Regions from separate parts of the Mus musculus genome. Here regions 2 and 3 are each linked to region 1. A link is a contact called in public HiChIP or PLAC-seq data. All regions are on one chromosome and are shown on one strand. Each heading gives the region's core, a stretch centred on a gene start, on an enhancer-like site or on the middle of the called end of the contact. The rest is flanking DNA. Distances are from core to core; before and after follow the strand shown.

Region 1 (2,546 bases), core at 35-2,534:
TAGTCAGCCTAGTTGAACTAGTGTCCCTGCCTCAAAAACCAAAATTGAGAACTTCTGAGAGAGACCCCTAGGCTTGGCCTCTTCCTCCCCTCCTCCGCCATGAACAGGCACACACGTGCACATGCACTTCCCTGCCTGAACACACACACACACACATACATGTACATTTAATTTTTTTTATATTTGGATTTTTGAGACAGGGTCTCCTTATGTTGCCCAGACTGGCCTCAAACTTAAAGCAATCCTTCTGCCTCAGACACCTAAGTGCTGGCATGAGAGGCCTGAGCAGTAGGCAGCACTTATACATTAAAAAAAAAAAGTTAGCATAGTCACTAGAGGGCTATGAGTTCGAATCCCAATATGATGCTTAGTTGGCTCTTTTTGTGCTGCCGTTCACTTCCCTGCTACACGTAACTAAGTACACACTTTGTGTCAGTTCCCTTCTAGGATGTGGTGACTCCAGCAACTAAGAATTTCCCATCACGGGTGGTGATGCACACCTTTAACCCCAACATTTAGTAGGCAGAGGCAGGTGGGTCTCTGTGGATTTACGGTCAGCCTGGTCTACGCAGACAGTTCCAGACCAGCTAGGGCCACACAAGTGAAGTCATCTGGGAGGTCACGCTTCCAAAAGGAAGCCTGGCAGGTGTCAGGAACTAACAGCAGACAGGCTGGTGTGTGACCCACACCTTGGTGCAGACATTCAGAAGAGTCATGGTGGGGGGTGGGGGTGGGGGCTTCTTAGAAGGCTGGGTACAGGTGGATGCTGAAGGTTGGAGGGAGGAGAAAGGATCTGGCGAAGTCATCTGCTTCTGCAGAGATAACTATGTTCCCAGAACCAGGAGGCAGAGCCAGAGCAGTGCTGGGTCCTGGGGAGCCACAGGAGTTGGATCCAGGAGGCAGGATCAGTCCTGGGCATAGAAAGACCTGGGAATAGAGGCAGGGCAGGAGAGATGAACTGGAGGCTGAAACCAGCTGGGAGAGTCTTGAACTTGTGAGGCAATGGGGAGGAGAAGACAGGAGCAGGGATACTTGGTTAGCGGGCTGGGTGGGGAAGTGCAGGCCTAGAGCACAGTGCCCTTGCGTCCACCCCGCTGACTGCCAAGATGGCCTTGAGAAGAATGGCCAGGCTCCTATCTCAACAGGAGCCAGCGCTTCAGAGAGATTGTCCTAGGGATGGCTGGGGCCCAGGCCCAGGGCTCAAATGGTTAATGCCTCTGTGGTCTCGAGAAGAGGGGGCTGCGGGATCCTGACAGGCAGGTGCCCTGCTTAGTAAACACTCATTACTGGGCAAGCAGCCATCTCCACCCCGGCCAGTTAATCTCATTCTCTCCCAGGTCCTTCCCCTACTCCATTAGGGGGAATGTGGTGCTTTGCTGTAAACATTCATCTGTATCCTCTCAGGGGAACGTGGTCACTGCAAGGGACAGGCCTCTCCCTACCCCTGCCCCCAAGACTTGTAGAATAATCCATGAGGATGGAAATGTAGGATATCCATTCTGACAACATGGTAGCTACCAGCCTTGCGGGAGCTCTAGGTGATGTAACAATGTGGCTGATAAAACTGGGGGATATCAATCCAAACCCCACCCCCAGCCTGGTCTCACACGAGGAAGAAACCACAGACCACAGGTGGCCGGAACCAAGGACAACTCAGCACCCCCCCCCCCCCCCCCGTGTCTGCAGCCGCTATCATGTGCAGTCTGCTATACACTCGTTAATTACACACCCGCCTATCCGCACACTCCACCTGCATTCCATCCAGAAACCTGGATCTTCTGGAGGCCCTAGGGATGCCAGCCACTGTGCCAAGTCACAGGGAACCCAAGGCAGGGTACACTTGAAATGGGCATGGACATAAACAAGACTCGGAGCTGAGCAGTCCAAGAAGGCTTCCTGAAGGAGAAGGCCTGCAGCCAGGTCTTCCCAAAGCGCTGAGGCTGCTCTCAATACAAATGGAGTTGGAGATGTGACTCTGTGGATAAACACTCACCTAGCAGGTACACGGCCCTGGGTTTCATCCCCATGCCCACGTAAACCAAGCGTGGTGGCAGACACCTGCCATCCCAACAAGAGGGAAGTAGAGACAGGGGGATCAGAGATCCAAGGCCATCCTCAGCTGACAGCCTGAGCAAGGCAAATTCAAGGATAGCCTGAGCTACACGAGACCCTGTTTCAGAAACAGAGATGGGGGCAGGAGGACAGATGGCTCAGTGAGTTACAAGAGAGGCTAAAAAGCCTTCGGCAGCATCGCATGTCTGCAGAAGCCGTTTTTTCCAGTGCCTAGTACCAGATGTTGATGAATCAATTAGCTTTTTGACAGCTCTGTGTGATAGATGCTTTTTTAGTCACTTCTGCCGCCTTGGGAACCTTAGGCACAGGTGGATTCCTGCCTTCAACAAGGCCCTCTGGGGAAGGACTGGAGTCTGGGAAGCATCTGAGCAGAGATCGGTGGTGGGGAGAGAGCAGGCGCAGGGAACTGTCTGTGGGTGCAGCTCCCCGTCTCTTGCCCACCTCATTCTCTTCCTCTGTTGCTTATGTTCCCC
Region 2 (2,546 bases), core at 24-2,523, 180 kb before region 1:
TATTATTGTTTATTAATTATGAGACAAGGCTGTCGTATTAAGTCAGTTGCCCAATCAGGTTTTGAGCTCACTTTGAAGTGCAAGCAGACTCTGAATTATGTGCACATGTGACACAGGACTTGTGTGGGGCTCAGGGAGCACTTTGTAAGGGTCTCTTTGCTCCTCCCACCATAGGGTTTAGGGAAATTGAACCCAGGTTGTCAGGCTTGGTGGCAGACAAGGACCAGGTGACCTCTCTTGCTGCTCACCTTCCAGTTTAGCTTTTTAAATCAATTATAAAACACGAGATTTTTAAAAAGCCAGCCTACTGCCAGGACATTTGCTCCAGGTGACAGGCATCATAGCTTGGGTGTGCTGTCAGGGGCCTGATATAATTTGGTTAAAGTAGTGTATGAATCAGCAAGGAAGAACAAAGTATAGTCCAAATAGGTTTTCTAGTTTAAAAGAAGGCAGGAGGGAACTTCTCGCATGCAAGAGGCTATAAATTCAAACCTCAGCACCCTATATATAGTTTAACAGCCACGTGTAGTAGTGCACACCCAATTAAAGGTGAAGACAGAAGGCTTAGGAGTTCGAGGTCAGCCTGGGTGCATAAGCTAACACTGCGTAAACACAACGCCACTTACATCGAGCGCAGATAATCTAAGGCTGGATAGTATCACAGGTTAAAAACAAACGGAAGCAAGAAATGCCACTGCACAGTCCTTTCAGATCAAGAACGTGATCTGGGTAAGGCAACTGCTAGAAGGCCCAAGCAACAGTGGGCAGACCCTGGACAAATGGGCCAGCAGCTATGCTGGTCACGCCCAGGCTGCGAGAGACCCGCTGGAAGTTGTAGTCTTTTAGCCACCTTGCCACGTCACCGCCTCCAAGAGGCAAGAACGCCTGGTTCCTACATCTACCCCTCAGTCTGGTGGTAGGTTCCGTCGCGCCACCCATTATCCTGTCTACCGCCTTCTGTCCCTCCAGCAGTGAGGACTTGGTATTGTCTCACCAGCTCGAACTCTTGTAGCACAGTTTCTCTCTTGTCATTTCCAAGTCTGAAACCCTCCCTCCCTGACCTTCTTGGTTTGCTCCAGCCACACCCCCTTACAGTCCTCCATCCCTGTTTGTCAGCGCTGGCTCCCCAGCTCCATAGTCTGTTGGTTAGCGCCGGCTCCTCCTCTCCCCGGCGTTGGTCCCGGCTCTCCCTCTTCTTCCACGTTGGTAGGCGCCAGCCCACCCCCCCCGCATCTCCCCCCAGCTTCGCGTTGGTTGGCGCCGGGCTCCCCTGTTCGCTGCAGTGGTTCGGCCGCGGCGACCCCTCAGCGGCGCGTCCCCCGCCGCGGTCCCGCTCCGCTTCTCCCCGAAGCCGCGCGCCCGCGCCTGTCGGTCGGCGGACCCGCAGCCCCCCGTGAGGCCCACGGCCTCCCACCCGCCATGGTCCGCCCGCGCCGTGCCCCGCACCGCTCCGGCGCCGGGGGCCCCCTCGGAGGTCGTGGCCGGCCACCGCGGCCCCTGGTCGTCCGCGCCGTGCGCTCACGTTCCTGGCCTGGCGGTCCTCGAGGCCCGCAGCCACCGCGGATCCGGGCTCGTTCGGCCCCTCCCATGGTGAGTCCCACGGCCTGTTTCCAGAGCCTTCCACGCACGCCCCGCCCCGCCACCCCTCCCCTGGCGGGCGCCTTTGTCCGCAGCGCCCACGGGCCTCCCGCGGGAGGGCGCACCCAGGGGTCCGGGATCAGTCCTTGATCGGCTCTGGGCGCTCCCCTTTGTTGCGCGGCGGGCTGGGCGGGGGGCGGGGTACGGAGGCGGGGCGGGTTCGAATTACTGCTGACTGCGCGGCCGGCTGCACACGCGCGCGGGGGGCGCCTGGGGTGCACGCTTGTTTTTCCAATTGCAAAGTTGGTCCTCGGCCTCCGGGTCTGGAAATGCGCGAAGCGGCCGGTGGAGGAGCCCGGCGCTTACACGCGCGCCCAGCTGTTGCTCGCGGGGGCGTTGTCCCCCGGGGCCAGATGGCGATTGTGGACAGTCCCTCTATTTGCATACCCGCCCGCCCCGCAGCTAGCCCAGACCTTAAGCCTTAAGATAAAGCTTAAGGTAAATATTCAGCTCTGTAAGTTCGTGGGGTTGTCACCTTTTTGTCCACTCAGTAAACGTGCGCGCACTTTCTAGAAACATTGAGATTTTCTTGGGGCAACAAAATTGCCCCCATTGTGATGGTGGACTCGTGGCCACACCTGCGCATGCTTGGCCAGCGGTAAGCTATTCCCTGGCGTGGTACTGACCACTTCAGACTTCTGACGACGTTGTTCTCCGAGGAGCTGAGGCGGGTCTGTCGCCTGGATCACCTGAGGAACGCAGACACACCCCTCGCTGTAGTACAGCCTAGGCTTGAAGTTTTCTCTTGGTGTTGGGAGCCCTTCCTGGGGTCCTCATATGTGTCCCTTTTCTACAAATGTGACTTGGCTCTGGCCATGCAGTGCGCAAACAGCAAATCAGGCATGCGTAAACACGAACTTGGCGCTTAGTGGGCTTCATGTTCCTAGTTTGTTTCCCTGCTGTTGTGG
Region 3 (2,546 bases), core at 21-2,520, 160 kb after region 1:
TCTCTTGCACAACCCCTGAGATGAACTTCTGGATTGGGGGAAGGGGGAGCACAAGAACACCCTTCCAAGGTAGCTCAAGTGTCCCCTGGGCTCCGCACTGTATACATCAGTTCAGAAGGCAGGTCCTACCCATGCCATCTACTGGCTGTATAGCTTGGGGCAACTGCCTCAACCTCTCTGTGTATTGGGACAAGAACCAAGGCTAGTGTCCACACTGTACAGGAAGATGTACATCCAAGTAGTGAGAGCCACAGAGGTGGGGAGGACAGAGGGAGTGCTGTGCATGTGACCCTGGGCAGAGGTGGGGAGGACCAAGAGTGATGTGCAGGTGACCCTGGTCTCCCACAGACCCTGGGCTCCTTGGCTTATGCTCCGTACCCCAGCCCTGTGCTATCAGAGGAAGAAGACATTATGCTGGACAGCCCCGCCCTGGAGGTCTCGGACAGTGAGTCAGACGAGGCCCTCTTGGCTGGCTCCGAGGGGAGGGGATCTGAGGCAGGTATGTGGGGTGGAGATTTAGTGGGGATGCTGACTGGGAGTGGGGGAGAGGATGCAAGAACCAGAGCACCCTAAACACTAATACTTCCCAAGGAAGTTCCCAGATCCATGCTGCTTGTTGCCTGTGTGACCTTGGTCAAGGGCATCGACCTTTCTGTGCCTGGGTTTCCGTTGTGCACAAAGACACAGTAACAGCCAAAGGAAACCCAATATATACCTACAATCCTCCTCCCCTTAGGCCTCTGTGTCTGACAACCTTTCAAACCAATTATTCTCTGTTGGACCTCAATTTTCCGTATGTCAAACCAGTCATCTTATTTATACTCCCGCGCTCACTGGAGGGATTCTAGGCACGGGGCTCTATCACTGAGCCAAGCCTCACCCTCTTACTTTTAAAAGACAGTCTCCCTAAGTTACCTAGGCTGATCTTGAACTTGGTGATCTTTCCTCAGCCTCTGGAGTAGTTGCAGCCAACCAGGCCCAACTCCATTGTGAAAACTAAGGGTGGCGAGGGGCCGTAGCTCTGGGGGTTCCTTTAACGGACTTCCCCCTCTTAACGCTGGTATCCAACACCCTGCAGGTGCACGCAAGAAGCTGCGCCTGTACCAGTTCTTGCTGGGGTTGCTCCTACGCGGGGACATGCGCGAGTGCGTGTGGTGGGTGGAGCCAGGTGCCGGCGTCTTCCAGTTCTCCTCCAAGCACAAGGAGTTGTTGGCTCGCCGCTGGGGCCAGCAGAAGGGCAACCGCAAGCGCATGACGTATCAGAAGCTGGCCCGAGCGCTGCGCAACTATGCCAAGACAGGCGAAATCCGCAAGGTCAAACGCAAACTCACCTACCAGTTTGACAGCGCGCTGCTGCCAGCCTCCCGGCATGTCTGAGCACTCCGCTAAGGACCCCTTTCTGGCCCCTAAGTCCCATGGAGCCCCATATGAGGGCAGTCAGGGTTCTCAGCTCTCCCTAGAGCCTCCCCAGAGTTTCCTGTGCCGTGTATAGGATTCCAATCTAGGATGGTCGTGTTTGAGGGAGCACTGGCCATTCTACACGGTTTCAGAATGGCAGGTTTCTCGGGGGGGGGGGGGATGGGGGAGCCCTGATGTCGTCTACGGTTCCAGAAACCGCAGTTCTTGCGAGTCCTGTGAGCTCACATGACATCTCACCAGCAGGTGGCGCTGTCTACAGCCCCCCCCAAACCCTTGTTTTGTTGGCCAGATAGGTCGGTCCCTCTGTACTCCCCCTGAAGCCCTTGTTAGATCTGAGGTCTAGTTATGTTTGGAGCTCTCTGAGAACCCTGTGCCACCTGTGTGTGACTTTTCTCTGCGTCCGTTTATGACTTTTGTTTGTTTGAGACAGGGTCTCATTATGTAGCTCAGGCTGGCCCCCCAACTTTTAACAATCGTCCTGCCTCGGCCTCCTGAGTGCTGGGATGACAAGGGTGCACCATCACACCAGGTTTTTTCCTTTTTTGAGAGATTTTACTATGTAACCCGGGCTGGGCTATTCTCAAGCTAGTGGCAGTCCTCTTGCCTCAGGCTCCTCTTGCCTCAGGCACCCCTTGGGACCCTCTGGGACCTATGTCCGAGATGAATGGCTGGGTAAGGTAGGGTGGGAGGTTCAGTGAACCTTATAGGTTGGGCCCTTCCTTCTGGGATCCCTTGATCATATGGGAAGTTCTCTAGGCTCTCAGCAGCCCTGCATTCACACACTGACTGAGGCGCGACCTGTATGTTGTGTTTGAGGGGGATGTGTGGCAGAGGTATGGCTGTGGCAAGGCCGGTGCCTTTTATTCTTGAGATTGAGTCTTATGTAGCTCAGGCTGGTCTTGAACTCACTCTCACTGTGTAGCTAGGGAAGACCTTGAGCCCTTGCCTCAGCCAGAATGCTCAGATGTCAGGCAGCGCACCACGTGACTGTTTCTTTCCATTGTCTTGTCTTTTTGTTGTTGTTGTTTTCGAGACAGGGTTTCTCTGTGTAGCCCTGGCCGTTCTGGAACTCACTCTGTAGACCAGGCTGGCCTTAAACTCAGAAATCCACCTGCCTCTGCCTCTCA

Evidence for each region. HiChIP or PLAC-seq counts read pairs in DNA pulled down with a chosen protein or histone mark.
Region 2: a contact with region 1 is called in an HNF4G HiChIP or PLAC-seq map of pancreatic cancer cells. The contact joins the promoter of Ptov1 here to the enhancer-like site in region 1. A contact is called at or near these places in 1 of 39 promoter capture datasets (cranial neural crest), 1 of 484 Hi-C or Micro-C datasets (embryonic stem cells), 7 of 115 datasets of contacts at active chromatin or transcription factors (bone marrow-derived macrophages, embryonic stem cells and pancreatic cancer cells) and 1 of 9 other capture datasets (pancreatic islet).
Region 3: a contact with region 1 is called in an HNF4G HiChIP or PLAC-seq map of pancreatic cancer cells. The contact joins two enhancer-like sites. A contact is called at or near these places in 5 of 39 promoter capture datasets (the 3T3-L1 cell line, cranial neural crest, embryonic stem cells and 2 more), 2 of 484 Hi-C or Micro-C datasets (embryonic stem cells and myocytes), 1 of 115 datasets of contacts at active chromatin or transcription factors (pancreatic cancer cells) and 2 of 9 other capture datasets (macrophages and pancreatic islet).

Annotation. Positions count from the first base shown.
Region 1 is chr7:44,684,934-44,687,479 of GRCm38.p6, reverse strand. No RefSeq gene overlaps it. Among named protein-coding and RNA genes, the nearest start is that of Myh14, 15 kb to the right of the region's middle. Within about 2 kb of position 1,284, at least 40 of the 459 cell types and tissues checked have an H3K27ac peak or open chromatin away from gene starts, as enhancers often do. A contact at or near this core is called in pancreatic cancer cells and pancreatic islet, where this site is marked.
Region 2 is chr7:44,868,395-44,870,940 of GRCm38.p6, reverse strand. Ptov1 (prostate tumor over expressed gene 1) reads left to right here and starts at 1,273. Exons shown (of 12, transcript NM_133949.2): 1 at 1,273-1,590. The coding sequence starts at 1,420.
Region 3 is chr7:44,526,790-44,529,335 of GRCm38.p6, reverse strand. Spib (Spi-B transcription factor (Spi-1/PU.1 related)) reads left to right here. Exons shown (of 6, transcript NM_019866.1): 5 at 349-499; 6 at 1,079-2,546. The coding sequence ends at 1,377. Among named protein-coding and RNA genes, the nearest start is that of Mybpc2, 3.4 kb to the right of the region's middle. Within about 2 kb of position 1,270, at least 185 of the 459 cell types and tissues checked have an H3K27ac peak or open chromatin away from gene starts, as enhancers often do. A contact at or near this core is called in pancreatic cancer cells and pancreatic islet, where this site is marked.